Linked DNA regions of Mus musculus: region 1 is linked to region 2. Evidence: chromatin contacts called from public HiChIP or PLAC-seq data. All regions are on one chromosome and are shown on one strand. The core of a region is the stretch at or near the end of the contact, and the rest is flanking DNA. Distances in the headings are between cores, read along the strand shown. Region 1 overlaps Gm38820 (a long non-coding RNA gene). Region 2 overlaps Aqp1 (aquaporin 1).

Evidence for each region. HiChIP or PLAC-seq counts read pairs in DNA pulled down with a chosen protein or histone mark.
Region 1: a contact with region 2 is called in an H3K27ac HiChIP or PLAC-seq map of extraembryonic endoderm stem cells. The contact joins two enhancer-like sites. A contact is called at or near these places in 6 of 39 promoter capture datasets (the 3T3-L1 cell line, embryonic stem cells, frontonasal cranial neural crest and 2 more) and 2 of 115 datasets of contacts at active chromatin or transcription factors (embryonic stem cells and extraembryonic endoderm stem cells).

The regions. Positions count from the first base shown.
Region 1 is chr6:55,790,386-55,793,943 of GRCm38.p6, forward strand. It overlaps Gm38820 (a long non-coding RNA gene), which reads right to left. Exons shown (of 3, transcript XR_869126.3): 3 at 1-3,558. Among named protein-coding and RNA genes, the nearest start is that of Gm38820, 13 kb to the right of the region's middle. Within about 2 kb of position 1,761, at least 101 of the 459 cell types and tissues checked have an H3K27ac peak or open chromatin away from gene starts, as enhancers often do. A contact at or near this core is called in extraembryonic endoderm stem cells, where this site is marked.
Region 2 is chr6:55,340,292-55,344,412 of GRCm38.p6, forward strand. The region is part of intron 1 of Aqp1 (aquaporin 1); the gene reads left to right. Among named protein-coding and RNA genes, the nearest start is that of Aqp1, 6.1 kb to the left of the region's middle. Within about 2 kb of position 1,535, at least 53 of the 459 cell types and tissues checked have an H3K27ac peak or open chromatin away from gene starts, as enhancers often do. A contact at or near this core is called in extraembryonic endoderm stem cells, where this site is marked.

The DNA of each region.
Region 1 (3,558 bases), core at 511-3,010, 450 kb after region 2:
TACTTCACCAGGCATTTTGCATTCATCAACCCATTAGCTTCATAGCACAAAAATACTGCATTTACGGATGAAACAAAATGACTTATCCAAGGCTTATTGCAAATGCCAGCACTGGCAAGCAGTTAGTGCATGTCAAGTAAGTCTGTGGACAAGTCCTGTACTCCCTGCAAGGGCAGGCTGCATCCAGTTCAGTCATTGACAAGCAAGTGCAGAGGAGAGAAGAGGAAGAAGTCCTTCTTGCAGGGCAGCTGTTAATGGCTTAAAGAGACACTCAGAAATTCAAGGGTGCTGAGATTTTGCCATCCTTAACTCCTAGATTTCTTCAACTGGGATTCCATATGCAGTTGGAAAGAAGTGGACTGATGCAGGATGAGTGGAATTGTCTTCCAGCAGGAGTACCCAGAATTATGCAATCACTTGCATTCTTTCCTCATTGGCCAAGATGAAAGATCTTCCAGTGCGATGGTCAAATATCTAGGAAAATCTGTGTGATTACTAAAAGGGCAAACACACACTGGGGCTTGCTGCAAACAGTTGGCTCCTTAGGAAGCACACATTTCAGAATTCCAAGGGCTTTCCTGATATAAACACACCCTTCTGTGTGTGTGTGTGTGTGTGTGTGTGCTATTGTATAGATTTTTCTTGAACAACTAGCAAAGACCATCATTTCCCAGTATTGTCATCCTGGACCAGGACCCCAGACCCTTGAAAAGGCTTGTTTCATTCCTCTCTAAATTTAAGGTCACACTCCTATAAAATGAGCTCTCACCAAGTTAAACAGAAGTGTCTGCCTCCCTCTTCTACCCTACTTTTGCTTCCTTTCCCCTCCCTTTACTCTCCTGTGCTCCCTCCTCTTCTCTCTTTCTCTCTGTTCTGCCCCAGGCTGGGGCACATGGGAAAGTGCTCCATCCCTAACTATACCCTCAGGCTTGCAGTGTTTCTAATGGTAGTGATGGGGAGTGGGGGTAAGTTTCTACTTGTTGGTCCTGGAGAAAGGATACCCTCCATGAAGCAAGGATGCCCTCCATCACTACACTGGGACAAAAGGCGCTGTACTGTGTCCTTCCTGGAACTCCCCTCCTACAGCATCAGGGTCTTCTGAGTTTTTCTGAGTTCACTCTCAGTCCAGGGGCATGGGAGGGAAGATTTAATATGAAGATATTCAACATACACAGGTTATTGCTTCTTTCACTTTATCTAATCTGTTAAACTTGCTGTCATGATTCATCTTCTGTAATTAGCTTCTCTAAGGATAAAATCTTTTCAATGGAATGCTTCCCAGAATTTATCAATTAAAAATACCTTCCTTTTTTTTTTTTTTTTCTTTAAATACCAGTGCCTGTGCAGAGAAAGAAGAAGAAAACACTTGCAAGCATGATAAAAGGATACAGGCTTCTGACTGCTTTCTCTGTCTTCTCTACTTTTTGTAGAATCCCCCTGTTTAACAGTTTCTTGTAAGTCTTCCTAGAGAACAAAGACTCTGTTGTTGGGGGTTTTACACGCCACAGCCATTTGCATCTTTTAGCTCTGCCATCAAAGATGGGGGAGGGTGTGCCCACAGGGACCCATCTGCCTTAGAGTAGGACAAAGGTGCTCTTTGCTTACACACCCTGCTTCCTTTTATTTTCTCCTTATCTTTTGGTCCTGGAATTCCTGCCAGAATACAAAGGCCTAATGTGCACAGCTTTTGACAAGCACCCTGCCCTGCCCTGCAAGCCCTGCCTGCCGCCCTGATCTTCCAGGAAGAGCCCAGCTCTGGCTTTGCCCCAGTGTTTTGTACATCCTAGTGAGTGCAAAGCATTTTCCCAGGGGCTGTAATTGCTGAGGTGCTGCCTCCTGCTGTCTTTGCTCGCTGACAGAAAGCAGTACCATCAGCCCTCTGAGTGCTTATCCCATACTAGGAGTTTAGTAAATAGAATAAGAGAATAGTGGCGATCAGACTATGACAGAGTGTGGGAGGCCACCCTGGCTGGGACCTTCACAAAAGCACTGATTTTCCTACTGAGGCTCACCCAAGGGGCAGAGGCCTGCTTCTCAGAGGCTTAGGGTGTGGTCTGGAATCCTGCGCACTGAAATATTTCCACGTGGTATTTTATTGATGCCCTAGGTGGGAGGCAGTGCTGTCGCATGGGAAAGGGGTGGAGAAAGAGACAGTTCTTCCTTTTCCAGTTTCGAAAGTTCTACGATATTTTGGAGAAAGATGCAAATATCAGATCCTTCTCAGACACAGACATGCAGGCAGAGACACATACGCACTGGGAGACGCTGGGCCTTTGCTAAATATAACCCTTTGTAGCGACAGTGTCTCAGTAATTTTAAAGTGAAGAGATAAGGAGGGGAGCCAAGTCTTTCATAATGAATGCAAGCCTATAGCTTTTAAACAGGGCTAACATATGGGCCACTGATGTGAATGTGAATGCAAATTAGATATTTCTGATTGCTTGAAATAAAGTCAGCAGAATCAGCCTCACACAAGCAAATGGTGAAGCTTTAACTACGTCGGTGCCAGGTTGGAGACAAGAGCTCTCAACACATACTCGGAATAAAGAGGGCTTCAGGCTGGCATTTTGGATGGAGGCCTTTCTACACAGGGCATGCTCTTCTCATTGTTGCCAATATAGTTCTTTGTTTTTTTAGAGTCTTTCATTTATGTTGCTCAGAAATAAAGATCTATTTAGACGTCTAACCTGTCCGGTTGACTGTAGGTTGTGGACAGCCTTGGTGTGGTCAGGAATCTCTGAGAAGTCATTTTTATTAGATCTGCTTTACCAGCTGGTAACATCTGTCCTGTGTGTGGGGGTGAGGGGGGTGGTGAGAGCAGAGGGTCAAAAATTGGTGCATGGACATCACCCATTGTGGTACATAAAACCACACCAAAAGTCTCACTAAGGTGTCACATGATGCTCTGAAAGAGGCAGTCCTTGAAGGCCATAAGAATTTACAGATGGGGTCTCTCTCTCTCTCTCTCTCTCTCTCTCTCTCTCTCTCTCTCTGTATCTCTGTGTTTGTGTATACACAGAAGGCTTCATGGAGGAAGAGCCCCTTAGCTAAGTCTTCAAAATCAAACGAGAGAAGGAAGTAGAGGAGGGTCAGAGTCCATCCCTGCTCCAGACACAGGTGAGGTAACACAGGCAAAGGGCAATGAGAAGCATTTTGCTCTATGGTAGTGGGAGAGTGGGCTGGCAAGCTGCGATCAGAAACATCCCTGACGGCTTCACAACAAGATTGGTACCTTACATGGTTCACTAGAGTTGTTGGCCACAGGACAAGGCCAACAGAAACCTTTCATGAGAGGCCTTAGCTTAAGTGCTGAGTTCAGGCAGAAGAAACATGCGGCCCAGAGCTGATCCCATGGCCCCTACACACTTGATGATTGTCCAGAGACCTGAAATACGCACCCATGGCTCACTATTGGTAAGGAAAACACTGTCAAAGCAGTCCAAACGTTCTAACAACTTCTAGTAAAAGTGATATCCTGCCTGGTCCTACTCTGTTCTCAGTGCAGATGTTTCTCAGCCTTGCTTCTGTGTGGGCCAGCACAAGGGTCTCAGCATAAGG
Region 2 (4,121 bases), core at 285-2,784:
AGAGTCAGAGCTGGGGGCTGGGTGTAACAGCATAGCTGGGACCTGTAATTATTGTTTCCAGGCAGAAGCTAGGAGGGAAAGGGCAGGGGGAAGAGTGTATAGAGGCGGAACTTTGTGGCAGGGCAGACATTCCTTCCCACAGAAATTCTGAGGCTGGGTCCTCTGCAGCATCTGCTGGATCCGTACCCCCACTACAGAGTCAGCCCCTCTGCCCTGGTGCTCCCCTTTCTAGCCTGAGCATCTTTCAGCAGCTCATCTGGAGGCCCCTACGCAGCCCTACTCTCTAGGTCCTCACTCAGGGTGTCGCAGGTCACATTCTCCTCCCCCCAGCACCCTCCCCCCCCCCCCACTGGAGGCCATTCATGGTGGCAGAAGAACCTTACGTTCTTGTTGGTAGCAGTTCTCTGTCCTGGGAACTTTCCTATCCCTACTCTTTAGAAGCACCTGTGAGTCTCAGGGCTCCTGGACAGTTGAAACTTGAGCCTCATGCCTGTAGATAAGGGCAGGAAAGTGTCCTCGAAGCCTTCAGTGTTCAGGGACTCCTCTCTCTGGCCCCTTTTCTGGAGACGAGAGGGGCTGGCTCCTCAACCACACAGTATTAGGATGAGTGGGAACAGCCCAAGTGGGATGAGCAAAGGGTGGGGGCTATCTTTAATTACCCAAACAGCTAATGTTCCCAAGCATCCTTGGGACAGAGACTAAATCCCATAGATCAAAGACATCGGGCAGGTGTGAGATTCAAGCCCTTTAGGGGCTTGAAATTCCAGAAGAGACTCTCCAGAGGGGAGTTTCTATTCTGTATGAAGGATTATTTGTTTTAACTCAGGAAGTGGCTTCCTCTAAACAGATGAGCCCCCTATCTCTAGAAATATGCGTGTTGGACCCACCTGACAAGGAACTGCTCTGGGCGAGCTTGGCTGTGTGGAGGTGCAGTGTAGGTGGGTAAGAGGTTTTGTGCCGCAGGCTTTATGCCAAACTGAGAATGGTAGATGGAGACTTGAACTCAGGTTTCTGAATTCTGGCTAGAGGGTGCCTACCTGACTTCAGGCAAGGAGGAACCTGAAGATTGCTTGGGGCTAGAGTGGAGGCCACCGCCTGCATTTTGCTATTGGGAAATGAGACCCAAGAAAGTTATAGATGCTTGTCTAGGTTGTACAGAGGGTTATGTCAGGGCAGGGCTGTGCTCAACCTTCTACAAGCATGTACACACACATGCACATACATGACATAGGGCAAAGAACATGCTGTCAACCCTGCTTCGATCTGTGGACACAGGAGGGGGAAGGTTCTTAAGGGAGCCTCTTCCTCTCCTTGCCCTGCAGTAAAGAAAAGGCAGAAAGGAAGCTGGAAACCTTTGCTTTGTGTATTGTTTCTTGTCAGAAAGATAAAATGGCTCTGGGAGCAAATAAAGGGCCTTTGAGAGCAGCTGCCCTTGCTCAAGGGGTCTCTCTCTTCCCTCCTCCAGATAGTAGTGGCACCACCCCTGTGGGCATGGGGCACGAGGGACATAGTGACGCATTCAGAAATGCCATCAGACACACCAGTGCAAATACACAGAAGCCAGCTGGGACTTTGTGCTGCAGAGAGCCCCTGCTCTGCAGAGCATGCCCAGCATGGTGTCACAGCGAATCCTGGGCTCTGCTCAGGAGGACTTGGCCAGGACCTTATCAGCTTGTGTAAATGTTCCCCAGGGACTTAAAAAGGCTGACTAGTCTCTAATCCCGAGGTGAGGGCTTTCCCTACTTTCCTTTAATCAAGTATTGCTGCCTATGTAGTTTAATTCTCGCTTGTTTGTGTTCTTAGCCTTTTTGTTTTGGACCGGCTCATTCTATCAATTTCTAAGGGAGGATTATTAAAAACATTCACTTTGAGTATGGTTTGATCTGACTCCTGTAGTTGTGCATTTTTTAAAAATAATTTAATTTTAGTCTAAATTGTTTTTACTGACTATAGGTCTAATATTTCAATAGTTCTTAGATCATTTAACTATTCTGTAATAAACCCGTTAAGGTCTAACAAAAAAAAAAAGTCAAGGCGAAAACCACCGCAGACACACGGCCACTTGTAGACACAGTTGGCACATACCCACACAGCTGTACACCGAGCATACGTAAGCGCTGTCTGAGAGGTGATGAGGTGGGGCCCACCGCTCCCTGGTGGGCCAGTGCTGAGTACTGGAGACGATGTGGTGGGCAGACAGCCATGTCTCTTGAGCTGTTCCTTGAGAGCAGAGGCTCAGCCTCAGCCAGGCCTGGCTCTGGACTCTGCTGCTTCTCAAGGGTGGGGCACAGGAGGCCCTTATCCAAAGTCAGGGCCCCATGCCTGGGACTTTGTGAGCTGTCCTGGTGGCCCGCCTTCAAGTGGCAGGGAGGGTTCAGGTAGCGTGGCATGCAGAGGTCCACCCTGGGCTGGGACACTGGCAGCCTCAGAGCCACCTTCTGCCAGCAACCCATTTCAAGCTGGGAGATGTCTGGTCCCCTTGTAGCCAGCACATCCGCTTATGAGCCTGGGGTGACGTCAACCCTGAGGTAAGCATATATGTACCTGCTCTGTCCCCTCACAGATGATCCTCAAAGACCACTGGTTGGCTGTTCATTTCCCAGCTAACCTGTGAAGACATGGGCCCTTCACTCTAAGGGCTTTGTTGGAGTCAGCTATTACAGAGAGGCTGGGAGGTCTGGAAACTGCACTTTCAATGAGCCTCCCCTCAGAGGTGTGCAGAGACCTGGTAAGGCATCCAGACCAGGAGGGACAAAAACACCAGCTAGGTGGCAAGTGGACTCCTCTTCTCTGAGATACTCAACTGCAGTGATGATTCCAGGAGGCTGTGGCAGATGGGGGCAGAAAGAAGCCTAGTCCCATAGAAAGCTCGGTAGAGCTGGTGCACTATGCTGTAAGCCCTGAGCCCGCCAGGGTCTAATGACCAGCAGCTTTGAATGCTCCACAAGAGCTGCGTGGCCTGTTCAATCACTCACACCTGCGTTCACAAAACCGAGTGTCGCTCTTTCGACTAGAGTCGGTGAAAATCTAGGCAACTTGCACTCTGCACACATGTGCAAACATGAATCTTCTCCAGGGATAATCGACAATAACTGGGCTTGGGCCCTGTTTAAGCAGTCGTTTGAAATGTAGTGGGCTGTACACAATTGCTGTGGTTGGCTTTTCTAACCTGCTCTTTCCCGGACAGCGCGTTTCCGCAGACCTTTATCGTCTCTAACCCTCTTACTGTTTTCCAAGATATAAGTAGCTTCAGTCCATTAGGCGGCGGGAGAGCAGGCCTCATTAGCTGCCGAGGCAAACGAGGTGGATGCTGCTGAGATGGTGGTGGGCATTGGAAGGGGAAGGCTGCCAGCCTGTCTTTGGCCCTCAGGAGTCAGAGCTCTTCCGGAGTTCCCAAGACCAGATGGCTGTCTCCTGCTTCCAGGGAACTCAGACCTCTGGAACCAGGGCCTGCTCTGCTCTGTGTAGACAGAAAGTGCTAACTTGAATAGGACCTGGGACTCAACCCTAATTGAGAACCAGAGGAAAAGACAAACTGGCTCTGGCTACATCTGTTAGAAGGGCAGGGTGAGGATTGGATCCGAGCTGGAGGCTTAGGGACCGCTCCATTCATTGGTGAGGAAGTGTTCAGCGCAGGACTTCTGCCAGCCAGCAATTAGGCCAGCCTAAGAGAGTAAGGGAAATGGAGGGAGAAAAGCCATGAATGTCAACGAGGGCCACAGGCTTTCCAGGCAGAAGTGGAGATAGCCATTATGGACTTGTAGTCATTCTTCCGTCAAGCCGTCCCAGCTTCAGGCAGCCTCTGCTGGCAGATGCAGCTATTCTTCACTTCCATCTCCACTACCCCATAGTTCTCACCTTTGCCTCCTTCTCCAAATGGCCTGTGACCTTTGAATCTTCTAGAGGCTCTAGAGTCTAGATGGAGCTGAGACTTTAAACCCATTTTGCAGATGCAGAAACTGAGGCTTAGAGACAGCCATGTTCACGGCGCCCACTAGAAGAGTAAAAACCCGAACACTGGGATTCTACCTCTGTTGCCTTTACTATAGTCAAATGATAGGTGGGCATTGCCCCAGAAGACTCACTGGGGGTAGGGGACACAGCTTTGGGGTTGGCCAAGA